Linked DNA regions of Mus musculus: region 2 is linked to region 1. A link is a contact called in public Micro-C data. All regions are on one chromosome and are shown on one strand. The core of a region is the stretch at or near the end of the contact, and the rest is flanking DNA. Distances in the headings are between cores, read along the strand shown. Region 1 has its middle 9.4 kb from the start of Flnb. Region 2 overlaps Acox2 (acyl-Coenzyme A oxidase 2, branched chain).

Region 1 (5,221 bases), core at 1,689-4,188:
CACACACAGAGAGACTGAGACAGAGAACATGTCCCAGGCAGCACAGCTGGTACCTGGCAAGCCTCTTAGGAGTTCCTCTAGAAGCTTGTCAGAAGAGGCTTGCCTCCCTTGCTTACTTGGGAGCTCCTTGCTGTCTTTCACTCCATCAGTCTAATCAGAACACACAGGCAACCTCCTCTAGGAAGTCCCCCGTCATAGAATCAAACCTGATGGTCCACACCAGTCATCATAGCACTTGGGAGGTAGAGGCAGAAAGGTGAGTAGCTCAAGGTTTTGGCTACATACTAAGTTCGAGGACAGCCTGGTCTACACAAGATCTTGTCTCAAATAAAAGAAAACAGTCGGGCAGTGGTGGTGCACTCCTTTAATCGCAGCACTTGGGAGGCAGAGGCAGGCAAATTTCTGAGTTTCTAGCCAGCTTGGTCTTCCAGGACAGCCAGGGCTACACAGAGAAACCTTGTCTCGAAAAAACCATAAATAAATAAACAAACAAACAAATAAAAGGGAACCCAGCAGCAGAGATCCTGAGGCATACGCAGCATATGGGAGAAAGGACAGAGGACTTGGGAGTCAGAAGAAACACGGTGCTGCAAGTCTGAATCGTCCTCTCCTGCTCAGATTCATAGTGGAATCCTAATGCTAGAGGTGACAGAAAGGAGGGTGCCATGGTAAGTAGGCCATGATAATGTAGCTCTCACAGTGGGATTTCTGCCTGTTCTGTTTTGTTTCTCCCATTGTATCCCAGGGTTGTCAGAACACTTCACCTTCCTGCCTCAGCCTCCTAGGTGTGGAGATTACAGGTGTGTACTACCACACTGGACCCTGAAGACCCAGTTATCCCTTTCCATGTTGAAACAGAGAGATGAGGCACTGTCTTTAAGGACACAGCACTCTGCCTGTGTCTTGATCTCGACTTTCTCTACCCTCCAGCACTGTGAGACGTAAAATGTAAGTTTGTGAACAACAGTGTTTATAGGTTTTGATACAGCAGCCTGAAAGACACCCCTAAACACACACACACACACACACACACACACACACGCACACACACACGCGCACACACACACACACGCACACACACACACACACACGCACACACACACGCGCACACACACGCACACGCACGCGCACACACACGCGCACACGCACGCGCACACACACGCGCACACGCACGCGCACACACACGCGCACACACACACGCACACGCACGCACACACACGCGCGCACACACACACGCACACACACACACACACACACACACGCACACACACACACGCACACACACACTGGCAATGGAGAGCCATAGCAAGCCTGCACAGAGGTGGGCTAAGAAGATGCCTTTGGTGCCTGCTTGCTTCCTTCCTTCCCTTTTTAAAAGTAAGCATGGAGATGCGGAGGTGGAGCTCAGTTGGTAGAGTCTTGCCAGGAATGCACGGGGGTCTGAAGTCAATTCCCAGAAATCAAAAAGTTGGGCATTATTGAACGAACATGCCTGTGATCCTACCACAAGAGAGGTAAAGGCGAGAGGAAGAGGAATTTAAGTCATCCTCACCTACATACCCCCAGAGTTCAAGGCAGTTCAGGGAACAGGAAACACTGTAGCAAAAGGAAGAAAGGGAGGAAGGGAGGGAGGGAAGAAAGACAAGAGGAAAATAAAAAATAAGAGCAGCAAAATGGCTCATTGGGTAAGGTACCCACCAAGTCTTCCAGTCCCAGGGACTCGCTTGTAATCCCAGCACTCAGGAAGCAGGGGCAGAAAGGTCTGAATTTGAAGCCACCTAGTCTACATAATAAGATGTGCCTTAAAAGGGGGAGAAGGAGGGAGGAGAGAAGATGGCTCCAGGTGCTGGGTGAGTGTAGACAGGAGTTTTGGGTCAGGTTAAAGACACGTTGGGCGTCTGGTGGACCTAGAGGAGGGTGCAGGCCAACCTTCTTCAAGACAGCGCTCCAGTAGGAAGCAAGGCACCAGCCACCTTTCACCCTTTACCCCTGGGCCCTGTTTCCTCACAGACCTCACCTCTGCTCCACTCCCAGGGCAGCTTGGCTGATAAAGTCCAGGGAGAGGCCACTTCACTTCCGGGCTCAATGGGAAAAAAAAGAGAGAGAGAGAGAGAGACATGACTGTGCCTAGGTATGGTGGAGGGGAGAGTGCACTGTAGATAAAAGGGAGAGCACAGCCAGAGGCAGGAACATCTGGGAGAGTCCAGAGTGAACATGACCCTGAGCCATGTGAGGAGAAGGGTGAGGAGAGAGGGGGGAAGAGGTGAAAGGAGGAGAGGTGGAGGGGAGAGGGTGAGAGGTGGAGGAGAGAGGGGGTGAGGGGAGAGGTGGAGGGAAGAGGGGAAGAGGGAGGGGAAGAGGGAGGGGAGAGGGGAAGAGGGGAGAGCCAGACAAGAGAGTAAAGGATAGACCAGAAAGAGCTAGGTAATCAAAATATCTGGAATATATAGGGAAGGGCAGCCCAGCTGAAGAAATTTAGGGAAGGGGGTGGGGTATGCCAGCCACACCCTGTAACTGGGAACTTGGCAACTAGGTCTGCTTTGTTAAAGAACACCTAAGCCATTTTTAGTGACAGTAGTGTAGTGAGACCTGACTCTGGGCTGCTGTAACTCCCAAGGCGTTTGAGCTGATTTCTTCCTTAGGTGGCGCTGAAAGGCTGAGTGGTAAGAATCAGGGCATTTGACCCAGAACAGCTGCAGAAGGGTTAGATCTGGGCTCCTGCTTGTGCTCAGAGCAGTCCCCGGGCAGGGACAAATCCTAGAAAGGCTACTCCCAGCTGACTCAGACCGACCCTACTGCTCTTCTTATCAGACCTGGGCAACAACTAGGTCCTGATCTGGAGATTCTAGACCTTTCTTTGCCAGGAAGTGAACTGTGGGCTTCGGTTTACTTTAGTTTAAGGAATGGGGCTGACTCACAGGAATGAAGGGCTGGGGCATGCGGGGTGGTGGCGAGTTGTGATCATCCAGCACCCCTGGGAGTGTGTCCAGCCTCCACACCCACGGCCTGATGGCGGATCACGCAATTCTGCCTCCTAGTTTAGATGGGAGGGAAAGCCTGAAGAGTTGCTCTTTACGTCTCTAACAGAAAAATATTTTCAGGGGCCTGTAAGAGCTCAGTAGGTAGAAGCGCTTGGTGCCAAGACTGGTGATGTGAGTTAGACCCCGGGACCCACAGGGTAGAAGAAGAGAACTGACTCTAGAGAGTTGTACGCACACACTCCACACACACACACACACACACACACACACACACACACACACACACTCGCGCACATGATGTAATTTTTAAAATTAAAAACAACACATTTTCAGACTAGTCTTACTATTTCCTAAATGTTGGCTGCTTGCCAAGTTCTTCATCCCTGCAGTTTCATTTAATGACTTGGGTGACAATCTCCCTTGGGGATCTAGAGATAACTAGACAATAGAGACAATAGTTTCTAGAAGAAACTGAGGCTTTGAGAAAGCAAATGGCTCAGATTCACCCTGTAGATTCAAGACTTTGATCCAAATTAAAATGCACAGGCCGCTCCCTTGAATATCTAAACCGGACTGACCTCCGGGCAGGGTGGGCTGGAATTCTGGAATTCTGTAAATTGCTCTAGAGCCTTCCAGAGAAAAGCAACTGTCCCACCCCAAGCATTCCTCCAACTTGGGATGGCTCCCTCCCAGCTGCAGTTCTGCAATTGAGAGACGAGTGAGGGGACCAACGTGTCCTCTGCCTGCCAGGTATCCGTGAGCAACATGAGGTCATAGCTGGGCAGTTACAATCTGTCTGTCAGCTCCTACCCAGGATCTGAAGGGGAAGAGGGTGTGGTGCTTAAAGATGAGATAAAAGACCAGGAAATTCCTAGTCCTGTGGGAGAGACCAGGCCCTATTAGTCAAGACTGAGAAACAATTCCAAAAAAGGGAAGGTCCTTACTCATCCCTCTGAGTACTGTTGTCAGGACTCTGCCCTGTTCCCTATATGGCAGCCAAGCTGTCCGCTGGATGCCCCAGGTCCTAGTGTAAAGAGTGTCTGGCTGAGAATTCTCTGAAAAAACACACATACGCACACACAAATTCTGATTGGCTTGAATCACATTCCAACCCAAACCAACCACCATGGATTGCAGAAGGGGTTTTCTTTTCTTCATCTTTAAAATAAAAATTAAATATAAATTTCTAATTTCATATATGTGTAACTGTATTTACATCACCCCTCCCTTCCCTCCCCCATGTCGTTCCCCCTCAAATTCCTATTCTCTTCTTAATTATCAAAGTTATATATATATATATATATATATATATATATATATATATGTATGTATATAGATCTGAATATATGTGTGAATATATACACATATGTACATATGAGCAAACATATGAATACAACTTGCTCGGTGTTGCGCATATATATAGGTATATATACATATATGTGTGTATATGTGTATGTATATATATATATATTTTTTAAAGGAGATCACTTGGTATTGCATAGCCAATTAGGGGCCTCATCTATGGGGGAGATTAATTTTCTCTATCTCACTAGTCATTAACTGCCCACAGCACCTCAGGCCAGGAACTCAAAACAGGACAGGAACCTAAAGGCAAGAACTGATAGAGAGGCTCCTCACTGGCGTGCTCCTTATGCCTCAGCCTGCTTTCTTATAGAATCCAGGACTTAGCAGGGTGCTGTTGTACATCTCTTAAGTCCCAGCACTCTGGAGGCAAAGGCAGGTAGATCTCTGAGTTTAAGGCTAGTCTGGTCTGCATAGTAAGTTCCAGGACAGTCAGAGCTAGGTAGAGAGACTGTCTCAAAACAACAACCCCCAAACCCAGGACCTGCAGCCCAGGCCTGGCACCAACCACAATGGGCTGGACCCTTCCTCATCAATCACTAACTAAGAAGATGTACTACACAGGTGGATCTTACACAGGAATGTTTTCCATTGAGGGTCCCTCTTTTCAGATGACTATAGTTTGTGTCAAGTAGACATAAAACTAGCCAGCGCATTTGGGTTGTTTGTTTATTGTTTTTGCTTTGTTGTTGTTTAGAATTTCATATATGAGTTTTGAGTTACATCACTGCCCTGCTACCCACCCCCTAACTCCTCCTGGTGACCCCACCTCCAACTCCTCCTCTGACACCACCCCACCCCAACTCCTCAAATTATGGCCTTTTTAAGAAGGGGTTTTTCTAATTGGCCAAGCCAGTCTTCATGCTAGTCCTTGTTCT
Region 2 (5,221 bases), core at 1,863-4,362, 420 kb after region 1:
AGTAAGTGGGTAAGGAAGTGGTTTCTGTTTCTTTGAGCTAAAACAATGTCTGCTTGTAGATGGTGCTTGACTGAGGTGGACTGGCCTTATATTCTGGAGGCCATTGTCTAAAGTTATGACTTTAGACAATAAAGTTAAGCTAAGCTCTGATGTGTGACAATACAAGCTGTCTAACAACACCTGGCGAAGTGTTAGTGAATGCCCAAGTATTGTCACTGAGCTCTCCGACAGCTTTCTGAAGTTGGACTAAAGAGAAAGTTTCACCATGTGAACAACGCTGTTTTATAGATTCTAATACACTCAGTGCTGTGAAACAGCTTGTGTGTGTGTGTGTGCCTATAGATAGCTAGACTCCTCATTGGGATTATCTGTGTAAAGCTGCTACTCACTATGGGCTTCCTGAATTCGAAGTGCAGTACCGACCGCTGGTCTTAGATTTGCCCAGTGAGGCTGGCATAGCTGGCATTCTTGTATTCCCTCCGAGGACAGTCTCATTACTATCCCCTTATGATGGCTGTGCTTTTCCTGCCCACTGACGGCAGTACCTCACATTTCTCCATCACCTCTACATGTGCACTTATCTACATAAAACAGAGCTAAAAGGCTGGCAGTAGGATGGTTTGGGCACTGCTGTGACTTATCTTAGTTTTGTTAATGTGAAAGCCAGCTTGCTGCTGTGTGTATATGCCTTTGGGTATGTCAAGCCACGATTTAGAAATGAGCCTTTCTCCTAATGCCCTTTCTATGTTTTGAGCTGTGCATTTTGCTGATTTCAGTTCCTGCCAGGCCACACCTCTGGTTTCTTTTATGTATTCTCCGGAAGTATTTGAAACAAATGTGCTATGCCAAGTGATTTTTCAGCTAAGCAGACTCGATTACAATGGGAAACATTGAGATGTGTTTACGCTTGTTCTTGGCTGTCTTACATAATTTATAATGGATTTCACTCCACTACCTGAGTATTGGCTGGGGACTTCTGAGCCCACTCAAACAGGCGTTGGTAGACGTGTCCGTCATAACAGCCAAGTGCAGAGTTTAAACAATGGTCCGAGAAGTCAAAAGCATCTGTTAACAAGATGGCGTCCTTCCTGAGAGAGGAAACAAATTGTGAGCATTTCACCTTGCTCTTAGGAATCTCGTCAACCCATAGGAAGTAATTAGGTGTTGAGTCATTATCGACTATTTAAACAATTCACCTTTTTATTTGGGTTTTACTTTTAATTAGGTATGTATCTGATAAAGAATCAAAGAGTTCTTTAAGGCTTGTTATCTAAAAACCAGGACTTGCCCAGTGAGCATAAAGTCTAGGGTCCCATCCCTAACACTGGGAAAAAAATAAATGAAGATATCCTACCTCCCTGTGTGCTGATTAGTTTTTATCAACTTGACACAAATTTGAGTCACTTGGGAAGAGGGAACCCCAGTTGAGGACATGCCTCCCTCAGATTGGCAGGTAGACATGAAGAAGAGTCCAGCCCACTGTGGAAGGTACCATCTCTGGTCAGGTACAGAATGGGCAATTGAGCAGTCCATGGGAGCAAGCCAGTAAGAAGCACTCCTCTATGGTCTCTTTTCAGTCTCTGCCTCCAGATTCCGCCTTGCACTCCTGCCTCAGCTTCCCTCAATGATGGACTGTAACTGAGAGCCAAATAAACCCTTCCCTCCCCAAACTGGATTTGGTCAGTGCTTTATTGCAGCAGAAAGCAGCTGGTACACCCAGCAACTCTATTCCAGTTTTCTTCTCCCCAGAGATGTTGCTAGTCTTTTAGCTGATACTTACACAGATATCTCCATGTATGTATGTATGTATGTATGTATGTATGTATTATGTATGTATGTATGTATGTATGTATGTATCCATTTGTCTGTCTGTCTATCTATCTATCTATCTATCTATCTATCTATCTATCTATCTATCTACCTACCTACCTACCTACCTACCTACCTACCTACCTATCTATATAAATTGCTAACAACTTCTTGATGCTTCAGTTTTAGCTGTTATCTGTTGATTATTATAAAAGCAAAGGTTTCCTTTTGGGGAGTAAGGGGATAGAATCTTATCATGCAGTCCAGGCTGTCCTAGAACTCTGTGCAGCCCAGGCTGGCCATACTCCTCTCCACGCCCTACCCCCCCACCCCCCCACCCCGAGCCCCAGCGCCTAACGGCTGGGATTGCAGGTCCCCTCCACACACTTGGCTGGGATTGCAGGTCCCCTCCACACACTTGGCTTCACAACTATCTCCTCAACCAGATGCTCTCTCCCCTTAGCCTTCCTGTCTCCTAATATAGTTGTGATTTTTGACAAGATTAATTAAAATTCAGTATTGACATTACGATGACTGTATGACATCAAAACATTCGAAGTGGCTAAGATAATATACCGAATTATATTTGTGGGTTTTATTTTTTTATTTTGTTTTGAGATAAGGTCTTGCTTAAGGTCTGGTTGGTCTGAACTTTCACATTGTTTTTGTCTTTTAAGACAGGGTCTCACTGCAGTTCTGGCTGGTCTAGAACTCATTATGTAGCTTTGGCTGGCTTTGAACTGTACACTACATGTGGAGAGTCAGCAGTCCTTCCACACACGTGGATCTTAGGCATCAAACTCACATCATCAGCCAAGGGATTGAACTCATGTCAGTATGGGCTTCAAATACCTTTGTCCATCAAGCCATCTGCTGGCTTTTAATCCTGTTTTGACAATAACTAATGAGCCTCCTGTTGTGGCAAGAGCTAATGAACTGTACTTCTTGTTTAATATCCCTTATAACCCTCGTGGTCTCATTTCTCTCTGTAATCAGTGGGAAGTCCATGGGCCGTTGTATTTTTCCCCCTAAAAATATATTCAGCAGTTTTTCTTCCTTATCATGCTGGTTTAGGCCAGTCCATTCCTTGTTTTCACTGGTTTTCTGCCACCACCTGTGTGATCATTTGTGTCTGGAAAGACCAGCTACACTGTTGTCCTCAGAGCTTAGATAAGCTGGGCCACAGCCATGCCACAGTCATGCCACAGTCATGCCACAGCCATGCCACAGTCATGCCACAGCCATGCCACAGCCATGCCACAGCCATGCCACAGTCATGCCACAGCCATGCCACAGTTATGCCGCAGCCATGCCATAGTCATGCTCCACTGCTCTGGCTCACTGATTCATTTGCCTTGTGGTTGTTTCACAGTCTCTTCCGTCTTCAAGTCTGCAGCATCCACCTCTTCCTTCCTTACCAGAGTGACTTTGCATCTGATCAAGTGGAAGTCGTAAGGGCTTTCCACAGGTTCCCACCTCTGAGCATAACACCGAGCCCCTGTTAGTACCAGTCATCTCTGCTCTCCTCCTTCGAGTCTACCCATTCCTTGGTCTGCTAGATGCTTTGAGCCCTTGCCTACTGGAGAACAATACTCCAGACAATACTTTCCCTTCCTGTGTAGTGTCACAAACTCCTCAGGGCCACTCCATCTCTGTAGACACTTGCTGTGATCTCCCTTAAGACAAGCTCTGGGGTGGCTGCAGACAGGGCTCAGTGGTTAACAGCACTTGCAGCTCTTGGTTTAGCTGATGGCACTCAGATGTGGCTCCCAACTGTAACTCCTCAGACAGTGCACCCATGTGGTGCACTTGCATATATGGAGGCATACTTGTAAAATTAAAAACTGAAATTTAAGCCGGGTGTGGCTAATTAACACCCAACTCTCACCTAAAATCAGACACTTAGGAAAGCCCTAAATCTGAAAGATGGAGAGCTCGAAAAATCAAGAACAAGACACCTTGAAGGATACAAATGAAGCTGCAGGGAAAAGAAAACTTAAAAACAGAAAAGAAACATTTTTTTTAAATCTTCAAAATCTTCAAAGAGCTAAGAAGGTCAAGACACTGCAGATATGAAATAAGATTTTTTAAAAAAATGCCAGTAACATCCAGAAAGTAGAAAAGGGATTCTGAAATTTAAAAAAAAAAAGATAATATAAATGAAATAAATGAAATTTGAAAACAAACATGCTTTTGCTCCCTCCTTCCCTTATCACCCCCCAGTCATGGCTCCTCTTTGACCTGAATTCAGGAGTATTTTGTTTGCTTCTGCCAGTCCTGCTCATTCTGACAAGGGCTGATCTAGTGTCAGCTTTAACCTCCAGCCCCTCACTGGAATAACTGTTGTTAGTCCCCTGATGTCTTTGGTGGGTCCTGACACTTCTCATTCGCTCACTCCTTGTTGACATCATCTCTCTCACAGCTTTTAAGCATGAGTCACATACCACTGAGATCTGTCTATCTGTCTAAACCTGGCCCTCCTGTAGCCTTCCCCTTTGTGATAAGTGGCCTGACTTCCTCTCTCTATCCTGTGCCCTATCTAAGTGTCAGCAAACCCTGCTCTGTTTTCAGAGCATGTCCAGATATTGTCCACTCCCACTGCATCAGCCATATGCACATTAAGTAAGTAAGTGATCTACTCTCAGAACTTAGCCCCAGCCCCTGCATTATATATACATTATATATATGTATATATGTATGTATGTATAATGGCTCAGTTGAGAAAATGCTTGAGGCTTGAGTTTGATTCCCAGAACTTATATAGGGGGTGGGGGAAGGCTAGGTGTTGTGTTGAACATTTATAATTTTAGGTAGATGGAGACAGGTAGATCACTAGGCCTCACTGTCCAGTCCATCTAGCCTGCTTGTGGGTTCTAGGACATGTACACACACATATATACATACAAAATGAAACAAACAACAAACACCCAAATTTAAAAAGCATGCATATGCATCTACATATATGTGTCTATCCCCCAGGCATGCATACACACACGTTAGGTTGTTTTGGGTTCTACTGAGTGTCCTGTGTTCTGTCCTCTCCCTTTGTCTTACTCTCCCCTCAGCTGTACTTCTCACCTCAGAGGTCCTGTATCTGGCTTCTAGGTAGTCAAGCCAAGCATGGTAGTGTCCTGCCTTGGTGATTTCTACATTGTGCTCAGCTTGGCAGATGAGTTTCCCAGTAGCATATGATTGGGGGGAAGGGTATGGGGGACTTTTGGGATAGCACTGGAAATGTAAATGAAGAAAATACCTAATAAAAAAATAAGAGAGAAAAAAAAAGAAACATTTGTTATTGATTGGTCTTCTTTTAAAAAATTATTGTCTTCCAACTCAATTCTTTGTAAAGTTAGAAAGAGCAATTCTTAGGCAGGCAGTGGTGGCGCACGCCTTTAATCCCAGCACTTGGGAG

Evidence for each region. Hi-C and Micro-C count contacts between places; a contact is called where the count stands out from the background.
Region 2: a Micro-C map of the G1E-ER4 cell line shows a contact between it and region 1. The contact joins two enhancer-like sites. A contact is called at or near these places in 3 of 39 promoter capture datasets (the HPC-7 cell line, maxillary cranial neural crest and pre-B cells), 2 of 484 Hi-C or Micro-C datasets (the G1E-ER4 cell line and natural killer cells) and 1 of 115 datasets of contacts at active chromatin or transcription factors (pro-B cells).

What each region holds. Positions count from the first base shown.
Region 1 is chr14:7,805,898-7,811,118 of GRCm38.p6, forward strand. No RefSeq gene overlaps it. Among named protein-coding and RNA genes, the nearest start is that of Flnb, 9.4 kb to the right of the region's middle. Within about 2 kb of position 2,939, at least 117 of the 459 cell types and tissues checked have an H3K27ac peak or open chromatin away from gene starts, as enhancers often do. A contact at or near this core is called in the G1E-ER4 cell line, where this site is marked.
Region 2 is chr14:8,229,204-8,234,424 of GRCm38.p6, forward strand. It overlaps Acox2 (acyl-Coenzyme A oxidase 2, branched chain), which reads right to left. Exons shown (of 15, transcript NM_053115.2): 14 at 956-1,088. Among named protein-coding and RNA genes, the nearest start is that of Kctd6, 18 kb to the left of the region's middle. Within about 2 kb of position 3,113, at least 26 of the 459 cell types and tissues checked have an H3K27ac peak or open chromatin away from gene starts, as enhancers often do. A contact at or near this core is called in the G1E-ER4 cell line, where this site is marked.